Regions from separate parts of the Mus musculus genome. Here region 2 is linked to region 1. The links are chromatin contacts, called in public promoter capture Hi-C maps. All regions are on one chromosome and are shown on one strand. The core of a region is the stretch at or near the end of the contact, and the rest is flanking DNA. Distances in the headings are between cores, read along the strand shown. Region 1 overlaps Gopc (golgi associated PDZ and coiled-coil motif containing). Region 2 holds the start of Ascc3 (activating signal cointegrator 1 complex subunit 3).

Region 1 (2,619 bases), core at 31-2,530:
TTCTTCTTCCTAAGTAAGCTGTTATCCGAATCTTAACCGTTTGCCTCAGTAGCTTCACTTCAGAAAGGTTTTTGTTTTGTTTTACACTTTATTTTTGAATATATTGCACAGTGTCGCAAGTCTTCCTAATAATGTTTCTGACATTATAAAATCCTTTATTTCCATTTATAAAATTGCCATGGCAGCAGATCGCTGTTGCTGTAAGTTGACTTTCCTTGGAGCTGAGCTAATTCTGTATGAACTACCTACATTTGTTTTTTCTGTGACAGTATAGTTCTCTGGCCTTTCAATTTTTAAACTGAAAGTTAAAGTTAAAATTCTTTTGAGTTGAATAGGAAAGAAGAGTGCAGGCGCTGGCTAGCTGGGCACAGCAAACATAAGGGCCATGTGCAGTTGACAGTGGTGAAGCAATGTCAGCCGTGTAGAAATGGAAAGCTTTGGTGGAATGAATAAGCCCTCCTGGGCGGATTTCTGCTCTAACCGAGAACTTGCAGTCAGCTCTCATGCTTGGGCTCACTGTGATCTCAGCACTTGGCCCTTAGAATAATTGCTACACAGTACAAAGGGTAATTTTCTGACCAAAAAAAAAAAAAAAAAAAAAAAGCCACAGCTTCCTAAGATGAGGTTTGAGCTCCTATATTAATTAGGTCATGCAACTGAATGTGAGGGTCCCAAAATATTGGCGAACAGGAAAAAGGTTTCTGAATGTGCGGCAACCAAAAATTAATTCAAAACCAAGCACATACTGAGTCAGCACCTGCCCTTGTATCACACAGCCTCATGGCGGCCTTGGTTCTGAGTCCACATGCAGTTTACACTGCACACTGTTGCAACACAGTACTCATGACTGAAGCGTGCAGGCTAAGATGCAGGTTATGAATGGTCTGTTCTTACAGATATGGATGGCTTACAGAAAATGAAGACAAGGCTTTCTCAGCATTCGTCAGCATGGAAAGCTCACATTAGATATCCCTGGGTTACACTGTATGGGAATGTTAGAGCTCAAAAATTGCTGTTTTGACTTTCTGACTTTAGTTTCCTTAAAAAAAAAATGTTGAGCCAAGGAGATGGCTCAACAGGTAAAAGCACTTGCTGTAAGCCTCACAACTTGAGTTTAGATCCCTTGAATCAATGTGCATAAGTGGTGTGTGTTTATAGTGTGAGGTGTGAGACAGAGGCAGGAGAATTCCCCAGAAGCTTGAGGGTAGATACCCTGGAGTATGCACTGCAACAGCAAGCAAGAGGCACTATACCTCAAGGTCAAGGTTAGGAGGGCCAACACCCAAGGTTGTCCTCTGCCCTGCACACACAGGTTGCAGCACTCATGCAGACATTTACATGCATACAGATAAGCAGATAAGCATTTTGGAGGCTGGAAAGATGGCTCAATGTTTAAGAGCACTTGCAGCTCTTTCCGATGACCCAGATTCGGTTCCTGGCACCCACGACAGGTAGCTCATAACCATCTGTGATTCCAGCTCCAGGGAATCCAATACTTTCTGGCTTCATCAGGTACTTGCACATACATGACGTGTACACATCTAGACCACACACATAAATGAAGATAAATCTTACAAATAATAGTAATTATTATTAATTTTTGTATTGTTAAATGAATTTTGGCTTGGGATTAGGAAAGAATTTCCAACAACTTCCAAAATAGTCCTAAGCATACTTCTGCATGCAGAGCCTTAGTCTTGGCATTGACAGTTGTCAAATCGAAATATTGATCAATTCTGGAAAATGTTGAAGGTGCTCTACCTAAGGTTTGGACAACCTTGTGACATGTTGTCATCTATGAAGTTAAAAATTGAGAACCGTGTAATCAAGCAGCAAAAAACTACAACAATAAAGACAACCTTATGTTTTAGATAAGTTTATCATTTTGTGTTGAACTGCATGCATAGCTGTCTTCAACCACACGGGGCCCGTGGACTACAAGTTAAGCTTAAGTATATACTACCGGTGTTTTATAGTAACACATCCTCAGTTAAGAACTATGTAAAAATTTAAAAAGCATACCTTGTTATGCAAATTATTATTGATCTTTAATAAATGATAAATCATATGATTGTTTTAAATAAACTTATTTATTAGGAAGTGTTTGTGTACTTATTTTATATAACTGTGTGACTATGTGACTAGGGTTGTGTAGAAATCCAGTGAAAAGGGTTATAAGAAAATGAAAGCAGTTCAGTTTACAGAGGAATTACCTAATAAGCATGCATGAGGACCAGGATTCAGCCCCGAGGCACTCATAAATAGAGCATGGACACACACCTCCAGTTTGAGCACCCAGGGAATGGAGGCAGAAGGATCAGAAGTTCAGGGTCATCCTCACTACATAGCCAGTTCAAGGCAGCTTGGACTAGAAACCGTTTGAATGAGTGAATGTTGCCAATGGGAAAAGTTTAAGAAGTCTAATGCAGGCTGATAGTTTCTGTGTTGAAGACAGAACCCCACTAGCATGTTGTTCATGTTAGTGGACCACTGTGATGCATACCGTCTGAACAGGAAGGTGACTCTATATCCCACACTTCTGTAATTTAGAAGCTTCGAAGATAAAGATGAGAAGGCCTTGAAAGGGTTGGTGAATGTGAGCCATGTAAAATGGAAGTA
Region 2 (2,619 bases), core at 35-2,534, 1.8 Mb after region 1:
AAATTAATTCACTCATGTAAATAACACTAAGCTACACTTAACTGACATCTCTATGAATATTTTAATGCAACACAGTATTATCTTTGTGGATGGCTTACTTATGCAGTGGGTTTCATAGAATAAAGTAATCCTTTTTTTTTTTTAGGTTTTTTTTTTTTTTTTTTTTTGAGGCAGTGTAGCCCTGGCTGTCCTAGACCAGGCTGGCCTCGAACTCAGAAATCCGCCTGCCTCTGCCTCCCAAGTGCTGGGATTAAAGGCGTGCGCCATCACGCCCGGCGCAACACCAGTATTATAATCGTCATGACGTGAAAAACTAAATACAAAACATGAGCTAGAGCACGTCCAGCCTAGACTCAGAAGCGGAATTTGAGAACAATCAAACTCAGAAAACAAACGTTTCAGCTTATGAATCTGAAAAGGGGGTAGATATAGTTGACTGTTCTAATTTTTATCCAGGAACAACAACAACAACAACAACAACAACAACAACAAAAACCACACCACAGGTAGCAATTAGACTGCACTTGTGATGCATATCAAACTCAGTAGACTGAACTTCTTTCTTTTAAAGGTAAAGGAAATTACAGCATCCTACCAAGAACCACTTCATCTACCCCCTTAGCATAGACACTTCTTTATTTAAAAAAAAAAAAAAATACATTCTAGAGTCCTCCGATTGTTAAATTCACCCACTGCCCTGAACTCCAGGACCCAAAGCACTCGCTCCTCTGTGTTGTGGGGGAAACCCAACCCAACAGATGTAGGCGAAGAACGACGTTGCTAGGAATGTGTAATATAAATAAGGGGAGAGGGAGGAGAAAAACAGGTTAAGCCTAGAACAGAAAATTTTTCATCTTGTGGCCATTCTGTCCTTACACGTGGGCAATCGCGCTGGAGTTTTCACCCCAACCCCCACCTACAAACTTAGGTGAGCCGGGACGCCCAGCCGAGGGATGACAGCTCGGTCCACCCGCGCTCTTCCGGACTCTGAGACCAGCCCCGCCCCGCCGCACACTCGGGCTCCGCCACCCGCGCCCTCCCTCTCCCTAGCTCACCTCAGCCCCGCCGCCACGCGCGCCTCCGGCCTCCTGGAGGTTTGCTTCCTCTTCTCACTCCGGCGGAGCGGAGCGGAGGGCTGCGCCCCGACCTCCTCCGCAGCACACGCGGGCCGGCGGGGGTCGCTCGCTGTCACGCCTTAGCGCGCGAGGGCTGCCCAGCTGGCACTGACCCACAAACCCACACACCCGCGCCGAGCGACGGAGGGGCGGGGCGGGCGCCGGCCATACGTCACCGACCGCGACGCCAACGTCGCCACGTCAGCACCCGGCCGCCCTCGGCCCCGCCCATGCGGGGGTTGGCGTCGGGTGGCGTACACGCTAGCAAGTTTCAGCTCAGTTTTAGTGGTCCGACTCTTGGTTCCCTCCGGCCGACTCCCTAATCCCCGCTTGGTTCTGATAATGGCACCGAGTAATTAATTCCTATTGAAGGCAGAAACCAGTGAGTCACAGTCCCGTGGTTACTAGATGGTTCCGCCCACCTGCTCTAGGCTCAAGTTTCGATTTCCCTGAGTTTCATTATTCTCCACTTTGTACTTCTGAAGTTGTTTCTGACCTTCGAAACAAAACATCTGACGATAGCCTGGTGCGACTGGCAAATTTAGAAAAGCTAGCCTAAAAAAACTGCATTGTTGTTAAGTTTGAACTGATGAGCGAGGATACAGATGTGGTATGCATTGTCATCCTACCCTTTCAGCCCATTCTTCCCGAGACAGTTGTCCTAAAACTCACCAGAACCCTGTTTTATAGAAGCAGCATTGGTTGAATAATAAACATAACTTGCCAAACCCACTGGAAGTTCTGTATACCAGACTGAGGTAAGAAGACCTCAATAGCGATAGAAGCATTTCAGAAATTAAAATGAGATAACGCAGATGAAAAGAATCATGAAGTATTAATGAAACTTGGTAAGATTCACTAAGAGGAAAAGTTACTGGACTGTCAGCAATATGAAAGACCCATCTGGTGATAAAGGTTTGTCTGGTATGACCTGAACTTTATGAGGAAAACAAACAAAAACCCTTCACATTCTGAGAGTCCCTTCTAATACAATCCAAGGAACTAAATGCACTGTAGAAGCAATATATGACCATCACAGTCTCTACATTTCTCTAAGTTCCCAGTCTCTACATTTTCTAAGTAGATGCTGAATGCTTACATAATAGGGATTTGGGGGGAGGGAGACGCATTTTAGGAGAATTACTGGCTGGTTTTGCTAAAAGTTAGTCCAGTCGCATGTAGCCTTTCAAGCGTTTACAGTCTAACTCATTTTATCACCAAACTACAACTGGTGATCCCAAAGACTCTTGGTCTCACTAGAGAAAGAATTCTAGGAGAGATACAGAAGAGACTTAAGCAAAAGCAAATTCATTATAGTAAAAAAGCAGAGGCAGATATTCCCAAGTGGGAAGGCCACCTGAGAATCCAAGCAGAGGTGATGTGAGTGGCATAGAAATATTTTGCTAATCTGAGATACATAATTGTGGAATTTTCAGAAACAGAGAGAGCATTTCCATGAAGCAGGCAGGGAAGGAAGAGGGGTTTGATCAAACATAGAATTATA

The links. Promoter capture Hi-C pulls out the DNA fragments that hold promoters and counts their contacts.
Region 2: a contact with region 1 is called in a promoter capture Hi-C map of liver, with 2.4 times the contacts expected there. The contact joins the promoter of Ascc3 here to the enhancer-like site in region 1. A contact is called at or near these places in 3 of 39 promoter capture datasets (liver, neutrophils and pre-B cells).

Annotation. Positions count from the first base shown.
Region 1 is chr10:52,359,257-52,361,875 of GRCm38.p6, reverse strand. All of the region lies in intron 1 of Gopc (golgi associated PDZ and coiled-coil motif containing), which reads left to right. Among named protein-coding and RNA genes, the nearest start is that of Gopc, 22 kb to the left of the region's middle. Within about 2 kb of position 1,280, at least 6 of the 459 cell types and tissues checked have an H3K27ac peak or open chromatin away from gene starts, as enhancers often do. A contact at or near this core is called in liver, where this site is marked.
Region 2 is chr10:50,591,334-50,593,952 of GRCm38.p6, reverse strand. It overlaps Ascc3 (activating signal cointegrator 1 complex subunit 3), which reads right to left and starts at 1,284. Exons shown (of 42, transcript NM_198007.2): 1 at 1,056-1,284.